Linked DNA regions of Mus musculus: all the other regions are linked to region 2. Evidence: chromatin contacts called from public Hi-C and promoter capture Hi-C data. All regions are on one chromosome and are shown on one strand. The core of a region is the stretch at or near the end of the contact, and the rest is flanking DNA. Distances in the headings are between cores, read along the strand shown. Region 1 holds the start of Hdac8 (histone deacetylase 8). Region 2 holds the start of Taf1 (TATA-box binding protein associated factor 1). Region 3 holds the start of Ercc6l (excision repair cross-complementing rodent repair deficiency complementation group 6 like). Region 4 holds the start of Dlg3 (discs large MAGUK scaffold protein 3). Region 5 holds the start of Pdzd11 (PDZ domain containing 11).

Region 1 (3,307 bases), core at 806-3,305, 970 kb after region 2:
CCTCTGCCTCCCAAATGCTGGGATTAAAGGCATGCGCCACCACGCCCTGCCATCCCAGCCTTTTCTAATTGTTGCCTTGTAGCACCTTCCCATCTGTTTCACTCACCCTAAAAGGAAAGACTACTGACTACTCAGCAGCGAGCTAATGACTTTGCTTTGACATCTTGTTTGCAATAAAATATTTGTAAGTGTTAATTTTGTGTGTGGGAGCCTAGACCTCCTATATGTTAGGCAAGTGTTCTACACATTGAACACTATCTTAAACCCCTTTAAAAATTGTATTTTGAGACAGGGTGTGGCTAAGTTACCCAGCTGGCTTTGAAGTTGTGATGTTCCTGTCTCAGCCTTCCAAAGGCCTAGAATTAACGGCCTGTACCACCAGGCTCAGAAAAGTGTTAAAATACTTTTAAGGAAAGACAAGTAGTTATTTTGATGACCATAGGAATTAAGCATAGGGAGGAAAACATTCCTAGAAGGGTATGGTGCTGCAAACCTGCTGATCCTGCACCTGGGAGGCAAGGCAGGTGGTTCTTGGTAAATTCAAGGCCAGCCTGGTTGATGTTAACAGTTCTTGGCTAGCCAGAACTACACAGTGAGACTCTGTCTCAAAACAACAACACATTCCAAAAGAATGTACACACTAAAAATGACTTAATACTAAGAATAAAATATGAAAACCTATTATATTACTTTCTGTGAAGAAAATGCAGCATTAGGTGATCTAGCCAGTCACGTAGTTGGTCAGTAATGAGAAAACCTGATTTGACATGTGCCAGGTCCATAATACTTTCATTTATGACATTAAATATAGAATTGGCAATCAACAGAAAGCTTGTTTTTGGCTTGTTTTTGAGAAGGATGTAGCTAGCTTTACTTGTGTGGTCAACAGAGACCAGGTTAAAGTTTGGTGGTGATGGGGGTGGGGTAGCAGATCTAAGTCTCAAATTGAACCCACATCCCCAAATCTAGCTTTAGAAAACAAACAAAATCCAGACCAAATATAAAACAAAACATTTTCCAGCTTAACACCTCCTCACATGTCTAGAAGCAAAGTCTCTTTTCTAAGGGATCTTAACCCCTTCGTGTGCCTTTCCCAACTGTTCTCAAGCTTTCCCGGCGGTACAAGCATCTAACAAAGACTATGAACACCCCACTCCCACACAAGCTTTTTTTTTTTTTTTTTTTTGAACGCAGCATTTCTCGCTGGTTAGTCCCACTGGGAGGAGACAAGGTGTTAAGGCTATGAACACGCCTGCCCTCAGAAATGATCATGTTCAGAAAGGTCAACGCACTTACCTCATTTGTTTATGCAGGGCATAGGCTTCGATCAGAGAGTGGACCATACTGGCCTGAAACAGCATCAAAGAAAGGCAGAGCAGTCTCCTTAAGGTTCAATGTACTGAAATGCCATTAACAACAACAGCCTGCGCGGAGAACTAACTACTTTCTCTCTTCTCCCTTCTGTCACTTTAACAGAATACACTTAAGACAAACACAGAGTCTCAAAATCGCCAAGATTCGAAGCTCCCCAGCTTTACTAACGCAAGTGATGGAATACTCTCTCCTAACAGTTTGTGGTCCAGGACCCCCTATTGGTAACTCCGCTCACCTCTGCGCCAATCCTTCCCCTCCCCCGCCCCCCGCCCCCACTCGAGCGTTGGATGCCCCACTGCGCTCTCTGAAGGTAATGAACCACTTCCTTCTGCTCGGCTTGGCGTGCCTGGCACTGCTAGTTACATTTTTGCTGAAGGTATCCTTCAGTCCAGTTTTCTCGTTTCCTAATGTACTCCCTTTCACACCCTCCCACCCCCATCCCCGCAAACCGTGGTCTTTGATCCAGACCTCTCTTACCCGTTTGGGGACCTTCACAAGGGAGTCGCAGATGCTGACATACTCGGGACTGTAAATATAAACCGGGGGTAGTGAATGCCCACTGTTGGCGGGTTCCTCTGGCATCTCCATCTCCCACTTCCAACCGTCCGCGAGCCAAAGTCTGGAGCCAACAGTTTTCAGACTCAGCCTGAGCTCCAGTTCCTGCTCCTCTGTTCAGCCCCAGCGGTGCTCCCTTGTCAACATTCCCTCCTATTTAGATCGCCGGAGACAGTTTCCCTGGTCCCTCGTCCAACTACAGGGATGGATGGGCCCTTCCAGACCAGATGCCTTCTACTGATGACCACAGTTCAAAAAAGGTGCCTGACAGATATAAAAACCAAATAACTGCCAATTGGGATCAATTTTTTCATGGCACAAGTAGCACGGTCAAAAGTAACCAGCCTTGTTGCCCTACGGGGCCATTTGAAATGAGGTCAGACCAGCTCCAAAGCATGCTGGGAGATGTAGTTTTAAAGGAGTATGGTAACAGAAAGAAACACAGCTAAACACTAAAAAAACGTGGTTTCAAGTTTTGGCGCTAAGAGTCTGAACTCTTTTAAGTTTTCAAACTGCAAATATCATTTAAATATTTAAATAGAGGTAAACTATACATTCAATAGCAGGCAAGACCACCACCCAGCTACATTAGCTAATGGTGCTAAGGCTGAGGATTGTTTGAAATGTTTACAGAGTAAATTTCGTGCTGCAACTTTAGTTCGCTACTTTTCATCACTGTCTGAAAGAGATTAACAGCCTCTCCAATAATCCACTCTGACAAACCCGATGTCACCTTCCTAAAACTGAGACAGGGACTGTGGAGCTTTCATGTGATGAAAAGCAAGGGTTCTCTCCCAAGTAGTGGGAAAACACACCTCCCCCATCCCCCAACACACAGCCACTTTTTCTTTCATTTGCTTCTGAAGCTAAACAACGGTTAGGGCAAATGTTTTAGGTTTGGTGTACAGGGTGTTAGTGTGTCCCCAGGCAGTGTTATTTCCACCAGAAGTTTGGGGGTTCTGGATGCCTACAAGATCTGAGCCTAGCTGGTCAATTCCCAGACTCCCAGCACTCAGACCATCCTCAACTGACACACTGAGGCCTCCGAGACAGGCCCAGATTTGTACTTTCTTTAAAAGACAAGCTTGCTTTAAACTTTTGTTTCGTGATAAGCACTTTGGATATTATCTTAATCCTTTCAACAGTTCTATGACGCAAGCTGTAACATGTCCACTTTGCAGATGTACTTTGGAGGGTAAAAACTATTCTCGGTCACACACTGAGGTAGGAAAACAATCCAAAATTAGCTCTACCTAACACCCAAAACCTAAATACTCCTTTTACTATGTGAATTTGATGCTTCCAGGTTGACTTTCTGCTATACCTGTGGTCAATATTCGATTTAGTATCCCAATACTTAATATTCTTGCAATCTTGA
Region 2 (3,356 bases), core at 108-2,607:
AATTTCAGTTAGTTGGGAAGCAAAGAATGGAAAATTCAAGGCCTGGCCCAGGAAACTTAAGTGGGACTCTGCCTCAGAACAAACTAAACATGAACAAGCAAACAGGCACAAAAAATGCAAAGTAGGAACTCTGAACAGATCCTCGGTTTGGCCACAGTGAAGATGCTCCAATTCAAACAAGTCTGTGTGCCACCATGGTGATCTGAAACATGAAATATGTCCTCAGGATGGGGCTCCGGGGTTGGTGGCAGATATGTTACCTACAGAGGCACCTCACTGGTTCAATATGTCTATTTACACAAATATATAGAGTACTTAAAAAACTTTTTTTTAAAGATAGGGTTTCCCCTAGTAGCCTGGAGCTTAACTATGTATACTATGCTGGTCTTACAGAGACAATTCTTTTTTTTTTTTTTTTTTTTTTTTTTTTTTAGTTATTTCGAGACAGGGTTTCTCTGTGTAGCCCTGGCTGTCCTGGAACTCACTTTGTAGACCAGGCTGGACTCAAACTCAGAAATCCGCCTGTCTCTGCCTCCCGAGTGCTGGGATTAAAGGCGTGCGCCACCACTGCCCGGTTCAGAGACACTTCTACCTCAGGTTTCCATTCCTGGCAAAATAAGGTTATTTTTTAAGTACAGGGAATTGAATCTATGTTGGCCAGTGAGCTGTATCCCAGCCTTGTATATTTCTGTCTCTCTTTCACTTTCTCTCCCCTCTTCAACCCCCCCCCCCTTCTCCCACTCGGTTTCTTTCTTCTCTCCATGCTTTTACACATTTACACACATATATACATACATACACACACACATATATATGCATATATGTGTATGTATATATATATATATATATATACATATATATATATATATATATAGTGCTGGGAATCATATGTGCGCTTAAAAAAACTATGAAAATGTTTAATGTTTGTGAATCTTGAAGTTTCGGTTGCTCATTTTACTAAGCTTAACATTTTACCATGGGAAAATGTAAATTCAAAATAAGTAAGTAGCAGTCGTCCCCCTATCACAATTCATAGTAATGTTCCTTTGGGGAACGGCACAAACCGGAAAAGACGGCTCAAATCATTATTGTGTAGTGTGTACTGTAGCCGGTGACGCGCGGTTTCCAGAGGTCGTAGGTCACGCCGCCTCAGATCTACTTTCTTATTGGAGAAAAATCTGCCGCTCTTACCATAGCAACCAGAACGGACCCGCGCAGTTGATGGGCGGGACTGGTTTGTTTGACCAATCACCTTCCAGTTATCCAGCCTGATCTTGGGCGGACCAATCAAACACATCAAAGGAAGTAGCCATCCCGACATCAAAGGATCACGTAGGACGGCCCATCCTTCCCCCCTTTTTTTCAACTTCCGGTAGCCTCTGGTTGGGTCAGGGAGCGCTGCAAGTCACCCGTGTGCGACTGACGTATTTTTTCTTTCCCGCCCATGGGCCCGGGGTGGGCTGGGCTGCTGCAGGACAAGGGTGGCGGTAGCCCTTCCGTCGTCATGTCCGACACAGACAGCGACGAAGAGTCGGCTGGTGGAGGCCCATTTTCTCTAACTGGGTTCCTGTTCGGCAACATCAATGGAGCAGGGCAGTTGGAAGGCGAAAGCGTCTTGGATGACGTGAGTCGTGGGCCTGGGGCGGCGGGTGCTGTGGCTAGGGAGAACTGGAGACAGCGCGAGAGGGCTCAACTCGGAGGAAGGACGAAGAGGAAAAGTCTTAAGTGTCAGTCACTGATGCTGAGGTGTTGGCTTCGAAGGTAACATTCTCCTTGCCTGGTAGGAAAGATAATAGTTAACTCTAGTAAGGTTATCAGAACCGCCACTGTGGAAGGCCTTCTTAAAGACCCTTGGAACTCTGCTTTTTCTGGCTTTTGCTGATCCTAATGGCTCCAAAGCCAGGACTACGGATGGAACGTGTGTTGTTCGGAACTGATCTGTATGGAATTTAGCAGATTTCCTATATAGTTCTTGAATGTGATGTTTCTTTGAGCAGCACTTCATGAAATAATTTCTCAGATGGATTTGTGACTTTGTTATGAGCAAGGGAAATATACTTGTGTAGGACCTTCAGGTTTAGTTGTTATTTTCGACCCTCATGCTGTCCCCTTTTCAGGAGTGCAAGAAGCATCTTGCGGGCTTGGGGGCTTTGGGTCTTGGCAGCCTGATCACTGAACTCACAGCAAATGAAGAATTGTCCGGGAGTGATGGTGCCCTGGTAAATGATGAAGGTAAAGTGTGGGCCATGGGGAGGACAGTGTGGGTGGGGGGAGGAGATTAGCCTGTTGTACGCTTTTCAGTGGGGATTTTCTAAGGAAGTGATAATTACTTGCTTTCTCTTGAGACGTCTCCCTTTTTATCCATAGGATGGATTAGGAGTAGAGAGGATGCTGTGGACTATTCTGACATCAACGAGGTGGCAGAAGATGAAAGTAGAAGATACCAGCAGACAATGGGAAGCTTGCAACCCCTTTGCCACACAGGTGATTCTCTCTCCGCCCCCCCCCCCCCTTCTTGTTTTCTAGCAATGGGTCTTTCAACATAGCCCTGCCTGACCTGGAACTCATTATGCATGCAAGATTGTCCCAAACTCATAGAGATGCATTTGCCTCTGTTTCCCAAGTGCTAGGATTAGACATGTTCCCCACTACGCTTGGTATTCTTTAATGTTGCAAAATTGGCAGTTTAGTACATTTTCTTCCTGAATAAGTCTGTTTTGGGCTCTGTCTTGTATATTTAATCTCTGCCATTGTTCTTGCCTGCCAATACATTTGCTCTGTATGCTGTTTCCACTGTCAATTCAGTGCCAAGTAGTAGGTATTCTCTTACCAAATTCAAGCTTTTATTTTTATAATGTTCGGTCTCAAATTGTTGATTAATGACAAGGGTGAAAATGATTTCTTGTCATCTCATATATTTTAGTGCCTGTAGATTTGATATAACTATTCTTATATGCTTTTCAAAGTTAAAGATGAAAACAAACCCACTCTTTGCCCTTAAGATTTTAAGATTAAGAAGGGTTATGTTTATAATCTCATGTCAATGAGCAAATGTATTTTGACTCAAATCATTCCCCTATTATACTTCTTTTTCTTCAAAACATAAGTATTTTCCCTGCTGTATTTTAGAATAACAGTCTCAGAATCGGAAGAGGTTTATTTGTTTGGCCTCTGCCTCTGGAGTGTTGGGATTAAAGTCTTGTATCACCACACTCTGCTTTTATTTTCTATTTTTGAAACTTTTAGGCCTCAAAATTGATTACGTAGCTGAGGTTTGTTTTGGAACTCCTTTGATATTCCTGCTTCTACCTATCAAGTTTTGGGATTATAGACATTCGTAACTTGGGAGAGATTTT
Region 3 (3,074 bases), core at 90-2,589, 620 kb after region 2:
AAAAACAAAAAAAAACAAAACCTATGCCTGGCAGTGATGGCGCTAGCCTTTAATCCAAGCACTGAGCAAAAGTTAGTGGTATGTGGGTCTCTGTGAGTTCAAGGCCAGCCTGATCCACACAGAGAAACCTTGTCTCCAAGGAAAAAAAACCCTACAAGTTAACAACATAAATCTACATACTGTAGAGAGGACTCTGTAGTTAAGAGGACTAGGTGCTTGCTCTTTCAGAGGACTCTGGTTCAGTTCCCAGCACCCACATGGTGGCTCACAACCCTCTGTATCTTCAGTCTCAGGAGGGGATGGCACACACCCCATTATAGTTGTGATCTTTTTTCCTCTACTTAGGGGTGGTTTTGAGCAACCTTTTCATGTGCCTGTTTGCCATTATGTGTTTTTTAAGAGAAATGTCTACAAATCCTTTGCTAATATTTTATGTAGTCTTTTAAAAATTATATAGGCATAGACGGGTGTTTTGCATATGCGCGCGCGGGGCGGGGGTGGGGGGGCGCATGTACATCACATAGGTACCAGAACATAGGATCCTGTAGGACTGGAGTTACATAATGGTTGTGAGCTACTATGTGGGTGCTGGGAATTGAACCTGGGTCTTCTGGAAGAGCAGTCAGTGCTCTTAACCTCTGAGTCATCTCTCCAGCCCTGCACTACAATTTTTAATAGTTAAATATTCCAACCTAGGCATCTGGTGAAAGCGTATTCATTCACTGGGCTTAATGGTTCCTTTGGGGGCATATGTCTTCCCTTCGTAACTGGACCCCCTTTCTTTTAATGGCAGCACTCTGGTCGGGAAATAAAACATTTTACAGCATCCATCAAACACCATAAAGTATTTCTGTTTCAGATCCCATTTTCACTACCCAATTGCTAACAACTTAGGGACTATTTTTCCTCTTTTCTCCCAGGTCTGGCGGTTGGCGAGTTAGAAAGACTCAAAGATTTCATCAGTTAATTAAAATTCAGGCTCTTAAAGAGTTCATACTCAAGAGTTATTTGACTTACGAGTGACTTGGCAGGGCGAGCTCCCCGAAATAGAAATCTGGTCAAAGCCACAGCAGATCCTAGGGGGAGGTGGGAGCCACTCCACCTCAACCCCAGGCCAGGGACTGCAAGTTCGACCCGTCCGGAGACCCAAACATACCTCAGGTAACTCTCGGCCAGTTGTGGGCTCAAAGTCTCCACTTCCGCTAAGCCTTGGGAAGCCTCCATGGCCAGGGAATCCGGAGAGCCCAGGAAAGGAGACTCCCAGTTAAAACCGCGCTTGAATTTCGCTCGCTCCCGCCTTACCCAGGCTGGGCTCACGCACTAGACTGGTAGAGCCAACTGCCCGCCTCGCGGCGGGCCAATCCGGGATCTGGCGCTCGAGCGCGGTTTCCTGAGCCCCGCCCAGGAAGGTCTTGCGCCTGCGCCCTCGAGCACTGGCGCTAGCTAGCTACGTTAGCTAGAGTGGCCTTACGTTTTGGGTTTTTTTTTTTTTTTTTTTGGAGGGGGGGGGGGCTGCTGATTCACGTGACCGGTGGTGGTTTCAGTTCCGTCCTAACTGCGTGGCGGTGAGTGTGAATGTTGAGTAATGAGAGCGAAGGGAAGGAGTTAAGAGCGTGAGTAAAATGCGCGCTTGTTTCTCTTGTCCTTGTGAGTGGAGGCTGTCTTATTGTACTGGCCCATAGAGGTCTCCATTGCCCCCTTTTCCTCCCCGCCAGTGCCTGGCACTGAACATACTTGGAATTCACACACCTAGAAGTGCAATCCTGCAACTTAAAGCTGACACTGAAGAAGGATTTTCAAAGACAAAGCCTAAGCCGCTCGTGGTGGTGCACACCTCTGATAACAGTGCTTAGGAGGCAGAGGCAGGAGGATCTCAAGATCTAGTCCAGACTGAGCTTGCATATAAACAAGACCCTGTCTCAGAAGTACACACACAAACACACACGCCCTTATTTACGCAATACCAAATAGAGTAGAGGTTATTTATGTATTTGAGAGGTTGGGAAGGGGACATGATAAGAGTTGAATGGGAATGAATGGCTTACAGATTACTCATATATGAAATGATGAAAAAATTAAATGTAAAAAAATAATAATAGCTAGATTTGGTGGCACAAGCCTGTTGGGTTTCAGATCCGGGACAAGTAGCTGAGGTGCATATATAACATACCAAAGTGGACCTGGCCTTCAGGTTCTCCCACCATCCTTCATCCTTGTTACAGGGCATGACTGGCAAACCCCACCCTCTACACTGAACTTTCCAACCCAGAGGCTGGGCCACCCAGCAGCTCTTCATTATGTAATACAGACCTTTTTGGTTTTCCCTCTCTTTTCTCTCTGCATGCCTGCTTTCTCTCTCCCCCTTCTCTGCCTATCTTTCCATGGTGACTTCACTGACACCCCCCTCCTGTATGGTGAATGAACCTGCCTGGAGGCTGCCCCCAATAAACCTGCCTTTATACTTTAATTTGGCCTGAATTGGCTTATTTTGTTCGTGGAGATACCAAAGCCTAGGGTTCCAGCACCTTTGAGGTTGACGCAGAAGGATTACAGATTCAAAATCCATTCAGGCCAACCCAAGCCACTTAGTGAGACCCTGTGAGTGCTGGGGCTATATCTCAGTAGTAGAGCATTTGCTTAGCTCTGTGACTCTATGGCTTCTTTCATTTTGTGAAGATAAACAAATAAGTGCAATTATAATGTGGTTATCCCCTTCAGAAGTTCTAGTTAAGATGCAGTCATTTTCAAAGGCAAAGCTCAGGCCTTAGGGAAATGGAAAAGATACATAAGAGGTCGAGAGCCAACAAAAATTATTCTGGTTTATATATTACTAAGAAAGCCACTCCTGAAGCCCAGAACTCTGGAAACTGAGATAGGATTATGATGAGTTCGAGGCCAGCAAGGACTCAAAACATACTGATGGGGACATGGACATTGTGATTCCCTGAGAAATGGACCCCAACATAAGAGACACTTGCACCAATATAATAAACTATTTGGAATAAGACTTCCATTTTGAGCTGGGCAGTGGTGGTACACGCCTTTAATCACAGCACTCGGGAGGCAGAGGCAGG
Region 4 (3,035 bases), core at 432-2,931, 770 kb before region 2:
GGCCTCTGCCAGAACTGCACGCAAATGGCTCAAATACATACATGCAGGTAAAACACTAGTACACAGAAAATGAAACAAGTCTACAAATAATTTTTGTAAAGGAAGTGAAAGCAGGCATAGGCTTGCTGCATTTTACTCAGACCTCTCTGTATCTGGGTGACCCATTGGAAGATGCCACTCCCACTGAAGGTCTGTTCATCCGCACTTGAAATGCCCTCACAGATATGCCCAATGCGTATCTTCTAGGTGATTCTAATTCTACTGAAGTTGACAACCATGGCTAGTTACCATAACTATATGGTTTTCTGTTCTTTGTTGCACTTACGTTTGTCTACATCCTCTCAGGGACTGGGTCTGTTTGTTGTATATCGTATTGTTCTATTACTATATTCTAGAACAGTGTTTGGCATGAACATCTGTTGAATTAAGCCCAAGTCTCTATTCACAACACCCATGTGATGGCTTTACACCGGGTAAGTGCTCAATTAATGTCTGTTAAATGAAACGGAGACCTAAAATCTGCAGAACTTAGAGCACAGTGCTTATCTGAGTAGTTTAGAGCATGGGTTCCAGTCAAATGGCAAGAACTTTCATCTCTCAGTTATGCTACCTAGTTGTGTTAGCACCGCTGAGCTTACAGTTCTTATTGGTAGAATGGAGGTACCTTTAGTACTGCCTTGATAGAGACTTTTGTTTGCACCTCAGACTTTGTAACGATTCAGTCATTGTCTGCTAAAGATAAAACAAGGACAGAAACAAAAAGCTAGCCTGGGTGGCACCTGTAATATCACCAATCAAGTAGTTGAGGCAGGATGATCACTCTGTCTCAAAAAAAAAAAAAGATTCTTTCTGTCTTATGATTACCCTTTCCCCACCTTCCAACAGCGTGAGCGAGGAGAAGTCAAGGAGACCTCCTTCAATCGGGATTCCTGGGTGCTGTGCCAGAACCAAAGAATTGGCTTCTTTCACTTTAGATCTTTTCTTACCACTTCCTTGTACCCGAACTCCCTTTCCTCGTAACATTTCAAGCCTCTTTTCCCTAACATAACCATGGAGTGGAGGCAGAAGTGTCGGAGGCAGGCATAAATAGTTTTCTCTCGTTGCCGGTTCTGAGGTTAGTCTCTCACTGGTGATGTAAGAAAGGTCGACTGTGAGAGATACTCATTACAGGGCCTAGGAAATGAAAGAACAATGGTCCTGATGAGGATGCGCTGACAGACCTGGATGCTGCCCTTTTCCTTGGTCCCCTGCAGGAGGCAGCACTTCGCGCACCCTGTCCAGATGCCCCTTTGATCGGTTCTATTGCTGCCTTTACTTCTGATGGCCCTAGCTTAGAGCAAGCTTAGGGACCCATTGAGCATCTCACTGCAACTCCCTCTTGCCAGTGGGGCGGGGTGGAGCGGGCAGAAGACAGCCTGAAATTGGCAACACGAGAACACAGGATCGCAGGATCATACTCTTCAGCTCTCTAGTGGCCCAAATCTCAGCCACCTAGACTAGGGTTGCCAGTAACTCCACAGAATAGGGGAGATGTGTCTGAGTCCGGGGGGTGGGGGGGCGCCTCTGCTTCTGCTCCTTTAAGAAGCCGCTGTTTAGCATTCCTGCTGCTGCCGCTGCCGCTGCCTGACTCTGCGCTCTGATTGGCTGGAATCAATTGAGAAGGGAGCCAGGGAGAGATGCTCTTGACTCCACTCAGATCCATCCTGGGGACCTGAGCAGAAGAGGTTCTCGCCGCACCTAGCCTTTGCCTGGGCGCCCGATTCTTCTTTGCCGCTGGGCCTCGGCCCAGAAGCCACAACGGGCGACACGGAGCCGCCAGTGCTGGAGGGGGAGCCATGGGTGCGGGGCAGCGTGGGGGCAGAGGCCCCAGGACGCCCGCCCGGCCCCAGGCCCCGCTCAGCCAGGGCACCCCCACGGGTGCCCCCTCCTTCTTGGTCTGAGCAGTGCGAGTGTGCTAGGGAGCCCGGCGGCGGCGGCGGCGGCGTGGAAACTGGCGTGGGCTGGGGGGTCCGAGCCGCGGGGGGCAGTGCCATGCACAAGCACCAGCACTGCTGTAAGTGCCCCGAGTGCTATGAGGTGACCCGCCTGGCCGCCCTGCGGCGTCTTGAGCCTCCTGGCTACGGGGACTGGCAGGTGCCGGACCCCTATGGGCCAAGTGGGGGCAATGGGGCTAGCTCCGGTTATGGAGGCTACAGCTCGCAGACCCTGCCTTCACAGGCAGGGGCTACCCCCACCCCTCGCACCAAGGCCAAGCTCATCCCCACAGGCCGAGATGTGGGGCCAGTGCCCCCTAAGCCAGTCCCCGGCAAGAGCACCCCAAAACTCAACGGCAGTGGCCCCGGCTGGTGGCCCGAGTGCACCTGTACCAACCGGGACTGGTATGAGCAGGTAAGGACCGGCAGATGAGGAGGAGGGGAGGCTGGTGGGACAACCCAAAGGACTAGGGATTGGGGTCTAGGAAGTCTGGGGAGCAGTAGAGGTTGCTGGGGCTCCAAGTCTATGGATCTGAGCCTTTAGCAGCTGACCAAAGAGAGACTGTTGAAAATACATCTTCTATGTGTGTCTGTTTAGGGGGTCTCCGTTTGGAGGGGATTGGGAGGAGCTGTTTGTATCAGGGGGTGATGGTATGGCGGAGGGGCACATTTTTCTAGTGTGGGGGATTTGGGTTTGTCTCAGTGCAGGGCGGGGGGGTGGCAGTGTCTCTGTGTCTGGCAGGGGGCGGGAGGTTCTGCGGGGGTTGTATGTGGTGTGTGTCTCCATAGGAGGGGAGGAGGGGGCATGGTGCTCTGCGTGGGGGGGACATATGTGTTTGTATGTATGTTGGGGTGTGTGGAAGAAAGCAATGGAGCTTGTGTGAATGTATGTATCAGAACCCATGTGCCCAGATGGCTGAGCGTCATCTCTCCATACCATGAGTCCCTCTCCATCCCAGTCCCTTTGTGTGTGAACGTGCACATGGATATGTGAGGATGTGTCTCTGAATGTGAAGGTGTCTCTGTCGATGAGGCTGCAGGGATAGCTGTGTTCGCCCGAGG
Region 5 (3,412 bases), core at 319-2,818, 910 kb before region 2:
CAAGTACAGTTCTCAAAGGGAAAGGCTGAATTTCCATTATGTCTATCCTATGACTCCAGCGGGTCATCCATTTTTTTATCTGCTGGGCCACCAGTGCACTTTAATATGATAACAAAGTAGCTAGCCATACAGCCTATCATACACACACATTCACACAGACCTTGGAGATGAAGATGCCTAGCTGCGAGGCCTTTCCTCCTCGGATGTTAAATCCCAACTGAAAGACAAAAGGACACAGGATGCAGACTCAGCAGAGACATAAGAACAGGGACATCTATGTACTCAGAAGAAAAGGAGATGCTGTAGAAGTGCCACCTCTGCTTTTCTGGTCACCTACCTCCCAATCCACATCCACACCCCAACCATGGCCAATTTCTGGCATGGACCAAACGTTACTGGAATAAGAGCCCCTATAAGTTTACCTGAGCACCAGGAGGCTTCTTCAGTGTAACAATTCGGGGCAGAAACTGGGTCAACTCATTGTTGTAGTCTGGGTGGTACACTCTCTGCAAGATACAGCAATCCCCGAAATCTTATTCCCAGTCTTAGATGTGTTACATCTACCTTCTTTTAGAATACCAATAAACCAGATATATGTCAGGAATTGGTAAAGCCATTGACTCAGTTTACAAAGCACAGATAAAACAGTCCAGAGGAGTGGCTGTTTAGTCTCGGGACATGTTAGTGGCCCTATAGATCCCTAGTCCTTTCTTATTGACAGGATGGAAATTAAGGCTCTGAATTTTCAGAATTCACCAGTGTGAAGGGTTCTGGCATGGTGATTCTGCAAGAAGTCACCAGTGGGTCACTGTTGCTCAGAATTCACCTAAGATCCACTCTCCACTGAGTTTCCTAGCCCTGCTACTTTTTCTTTCATAGATCTCATGATTATTCAGGAATGCAGATGGCGCCCACCTCATGAGGAGGAATCCACGCTGGAGGGTTTTCATAGGCCGGCAGGAAAACCACAGGGTAGTCATCATAGGGAATCCGGTTGTCCATTTCAGGCAAAGCCCTGAAAAGGACGAATCAAAGGAAACGAAAATGATTTTAAAAAGGACCAAGCACTCTAAGTTCCAGAAAGCCTTCCAGCCGAGGGCCATTCCTTTATGGGACTAGCCCACAAGTAGGTGTTAAGATTGGGGAGGGGGGGTAGGGAGGAGAGGCAGGCTACAAAACAAAATAACAAAAACAAAAGACAAAAAAATTAATTTTTTAAGCACTCTAATGGCATGTTTGCATTTCTCACAATTCTACAAAAAACAATAGGTGTCACCACTTCCAACCTAGGAAAAGAGAATCTACACATCTACAAAGATCTACTTTAAAACAGCAAGGGAGTGCCAACTCTTAACTATCCCATAGGGATTGGGGCCAGACACAATCTCTAGAGGTGCTTAGTAAACGTGGTGTCCACAGACGGGTTCCGTCTACACGGGCTACCTTCTAGATCCAGGTCCTGCAACCCGCCCGAATCCCGCGCTCGCGACCACTTAACTCAGGGCCACCTCACCGGTAAGAAGGCCTCGGTCAGCGACAGCCAATTCGGCGTCGGAACCGGAAGCGGATGCTCCTACCACCCTGCCGGGGCGGAGCTCTCTTTGGGCGAGCCAGAGCTCCAGCCTCCTTGCGCGTCACGGTGTGCGTGCTCAAGTTCGTCTGCTTCTCACAGGCTGTACGCGCTCCGATTGGCTGGCGCCTCTGGGATCAATTTGAAACTTGGCGGTTAAAGCTCCGGTTGGAACAGGGCGCCAGGGAAGGTCGGTGAGAGGGACGTTTAGTTTGGTGAGTTACCCGGGCACCGCGTTAGCTCCGATTCTGCGCTTTGGAGCACTTTAGGGCTTGGGGTCGCGGTTGCTGTCTCTGCTGGAGTTTCCTTATTGCTGACGCCGCTTCGCCCTGCAGTATTGGGACTGACAAACCTTTAGGCGGTGGCCAAGAGTGACAGGACACCGTGATCCCGCTGGGAGGGAGAGTGCATCAGCGAGTTCCGAGCTCTCCCACCGCCTGAGAAGGGCCTTTCCACTCCTGCCAGCCTCCGGGGGCTCCTGGGAGAGCCGGCTTCACCCAGCACGGACACCTGCTGAGCTGGTACCATGAAAGAAGAGGTGAAGGGGATTCCCGTAAGAGTGGCACTGCGTTGTCGCCCCCTCGTCTCGAAAGAGATTAAGGAGGGCTGCCAGACGTGCCTTTCCTTTGTGCCCGGAGAGCCTCAGGTGGGTAGTCGAGTCTGGAGTGGCTTCCTCCACAGCTGAGGCTGAAAGGAGCGAGGGGCGTGGTCAGGCATTTTTTTTTTAATCCTTCCCCATCCTTGTCTCTTGCCTCTTGCAGGTGGTGGTTGGTAATGATAAATCATTTACCTACGATTTTGTGTTTGACCCCTCTACTGAACAGGAAGAGGTCTTTAATACAGCAGTAGCTCCACTCATAAAAGGCGTGTTTAAAGGTGAGGCTGTCTAATTCACTGGGCGTTTGTGTGTGTGTGGGTGGGTCATATAGGCACTACAAATAAGAGGAATGGATGAAACAGACTTCTGCCTTTAAAAACAGCCCACAGCCTAGTAACACATCCAGTTTATCTTTGACCTAGACATATTTTGTTGTCTTGGGACCTCACAGAGAACCTTTCATTTCAGCACTTGGGAGGCAAAGACTGATGTAGAAGCCATGGAGGGATGTTCCTTACTGGCTTCCTTCCCCTGGCTTGCTCAGCCTGTTCTCTTATAGAACCCAAGACTACCAGCCCAGGGATGGTCCCACCCACAAGGGGCCTTTCCCCCTTGATCACTAATTGAGAAAATGCCTTACAGTTGGATCTCATGGAGGTATTTCCTCAACTGAAGGTCCTTACTCTGTGATAACTCCAGCTGTGTCAAGTTGACACAAAACTAGCCAGTACAACCACCCTCCTTGATTTGGCTTATGCTGTGCTGGAAAGCAAACGCATGGCTTTGTGTATGCTAGACAAGTACTTTGCCAAGTGAGCTATAGGCCCAGACTTTATTGTAAAACTTGAAAACACTGTAGTTATAGTAGTTATAGAAATGTTGCAAGAACAGCATAAAGATGCCATTTTTTTCATAGAATCATTGGTAATAAGTTGTTGATGTTATGATCCCTGAATACTTTACCATATATTTCCAGTAAGCGTCATGACATAGCCATCATAATCACAGAAGTTGCAATGTCTTGTTACTACTTTCTCATCCTCAGCCCTGTTCAAGTGTTGCCAGTTGTTTCAGTAATACCCTTGATAGCAAAGAATTTAGTTCAAAAATCATGGTATGATTAGCTGCTGCGCCCTTCTTATAGTCCCCAAGTCTAAAGTAGTCCTTGAACCTTTGGGCTTTGTGTTTTTTAAAGCCTTCATTGTTTTGATACTTGAAGATTACAAAGCACTTGTATCTTTCTT

What was found. Promoter capture Hi-C pulls out the DNA fragments that hold promoters and counts their contacts. A called contact is a pair of places that touch in the nucleus more often than the background predicts.
Region 1: a contact with region 2 is called in a promoter capture Hi-C map of liver, with 4 times the contacts expected there. The contact joins the promoter of Hdac8 here to the promoter of Taf1 in region 2. A contact is called at or near these places in 2 of 39 promoter capture datasets (liver and pre-B cells).
Region 3: a promoter capture Hi-C map of erythroid cells shows a contact between it and region 2, with 2.0 times the contacts expected there. The contact joins the promoter of Ercc6l here to the promoter of Taf1 in region 2. A contact is called at or near these places in 8 of 39 promoter capture datasets (the 3T3-L1 cell line, erythroid cells, hippocampal neurons and 3 more).
Region 4: a contact with region 2 is called in a Hi-C map of B cells, with 7 read pairs. The contact joins the promoter of Dlg3 here to the promoter of Taf1 in region 2. A contact is called at or near these places in 2 of 484 Hi-C or Micro-C datasets (B cells and embryonic stem cells).
Region 5: a promoter capture Hi-C map of erythroid cells shows a contact between it and region 2, with 40 times the contacts expected there. The contact joins the promoter of Pdzd11 here to the promoter of Taf1 in region 2. A contact is called at or near these places in 4 of 39 promoter capture datasets (erythroid cells, liver, neutrophils and 1 more).

Annotation. Positions count from the first base shown.
Region 1 is chrX:102,503,103-102,506,409 of GRCm38.p6, forward strand. Hdac8 (histone deacetylase 8) reads right to left here and starts at 2,056. Exons shown (of 11, transcript NM_027382.4): 1 at 1,852-2,056; 2 at 1,297-1,349. The coding sequence starts at 1,962. It overlaps Gm32262 (a long non-coding RNA gene), which reads left to right. Exons shown (of 14, transcript XR_003953070.1): 14 at 1,477-2,224.
Region 2 is chrX:101,531,378-101,534,733 of GRCm38.p6, forward strand. It overlaps Taf1 (TATA-box binding protein associated factor 1), which reads left to right and starts at 1,358. Exons shown (of 39, transcript NM_001290729.1): 1 at 1,358-1,624; 2 at 2,118-2,232; 3 at 2,368-2,484. The coding sequence starts at 1,445.
Region 3 is chrX:102,155,752-102,158,825 of GRCm38.p6, forward strand. It overlaps Ercc6l (excision repair cross-complementing rodent repair deficiency complementation group 6 like), which reads right to left and starts at 1,340. Exons shown (of 2, transcript NM_146235.3): 1 at 1,157-1,340. The coding sequence starts at 1,224.
Region 4 is chrX:100,766,041-100,769,075 of GRCm38.p6, forward strand. It overlaps Dlg3 (discs large MAGUK scaffold protein 3), which reads left to right and starts at 1,682. Exons shown (of 21, transcript NM_016747.4): 1 at 1,682-2,388. The coding sequence starts at 2,032.
Region 5 is chrX:100,624,373-100,627,784 of GRCm38.p6, forward strand. It overlaps Pdzd11 (PDZ domain containing 11), which reads right to left and starts at 1,569. Exons shown (of 7, transcript NM_001356384.1): 1 at 1,514-1,569; 2 at 916-1,015; 3 at 423-506; 4 at 161-217. The coding sequence starts at 1,002. Kif4 (kinesin family member 4) reads left to right here and starts at 1,693. Exons shown (of 30, transcript NM_008446.2): 1 at 1,693-2,216; 2 at 2,332-2,446. The coding sequence starts at 2,097.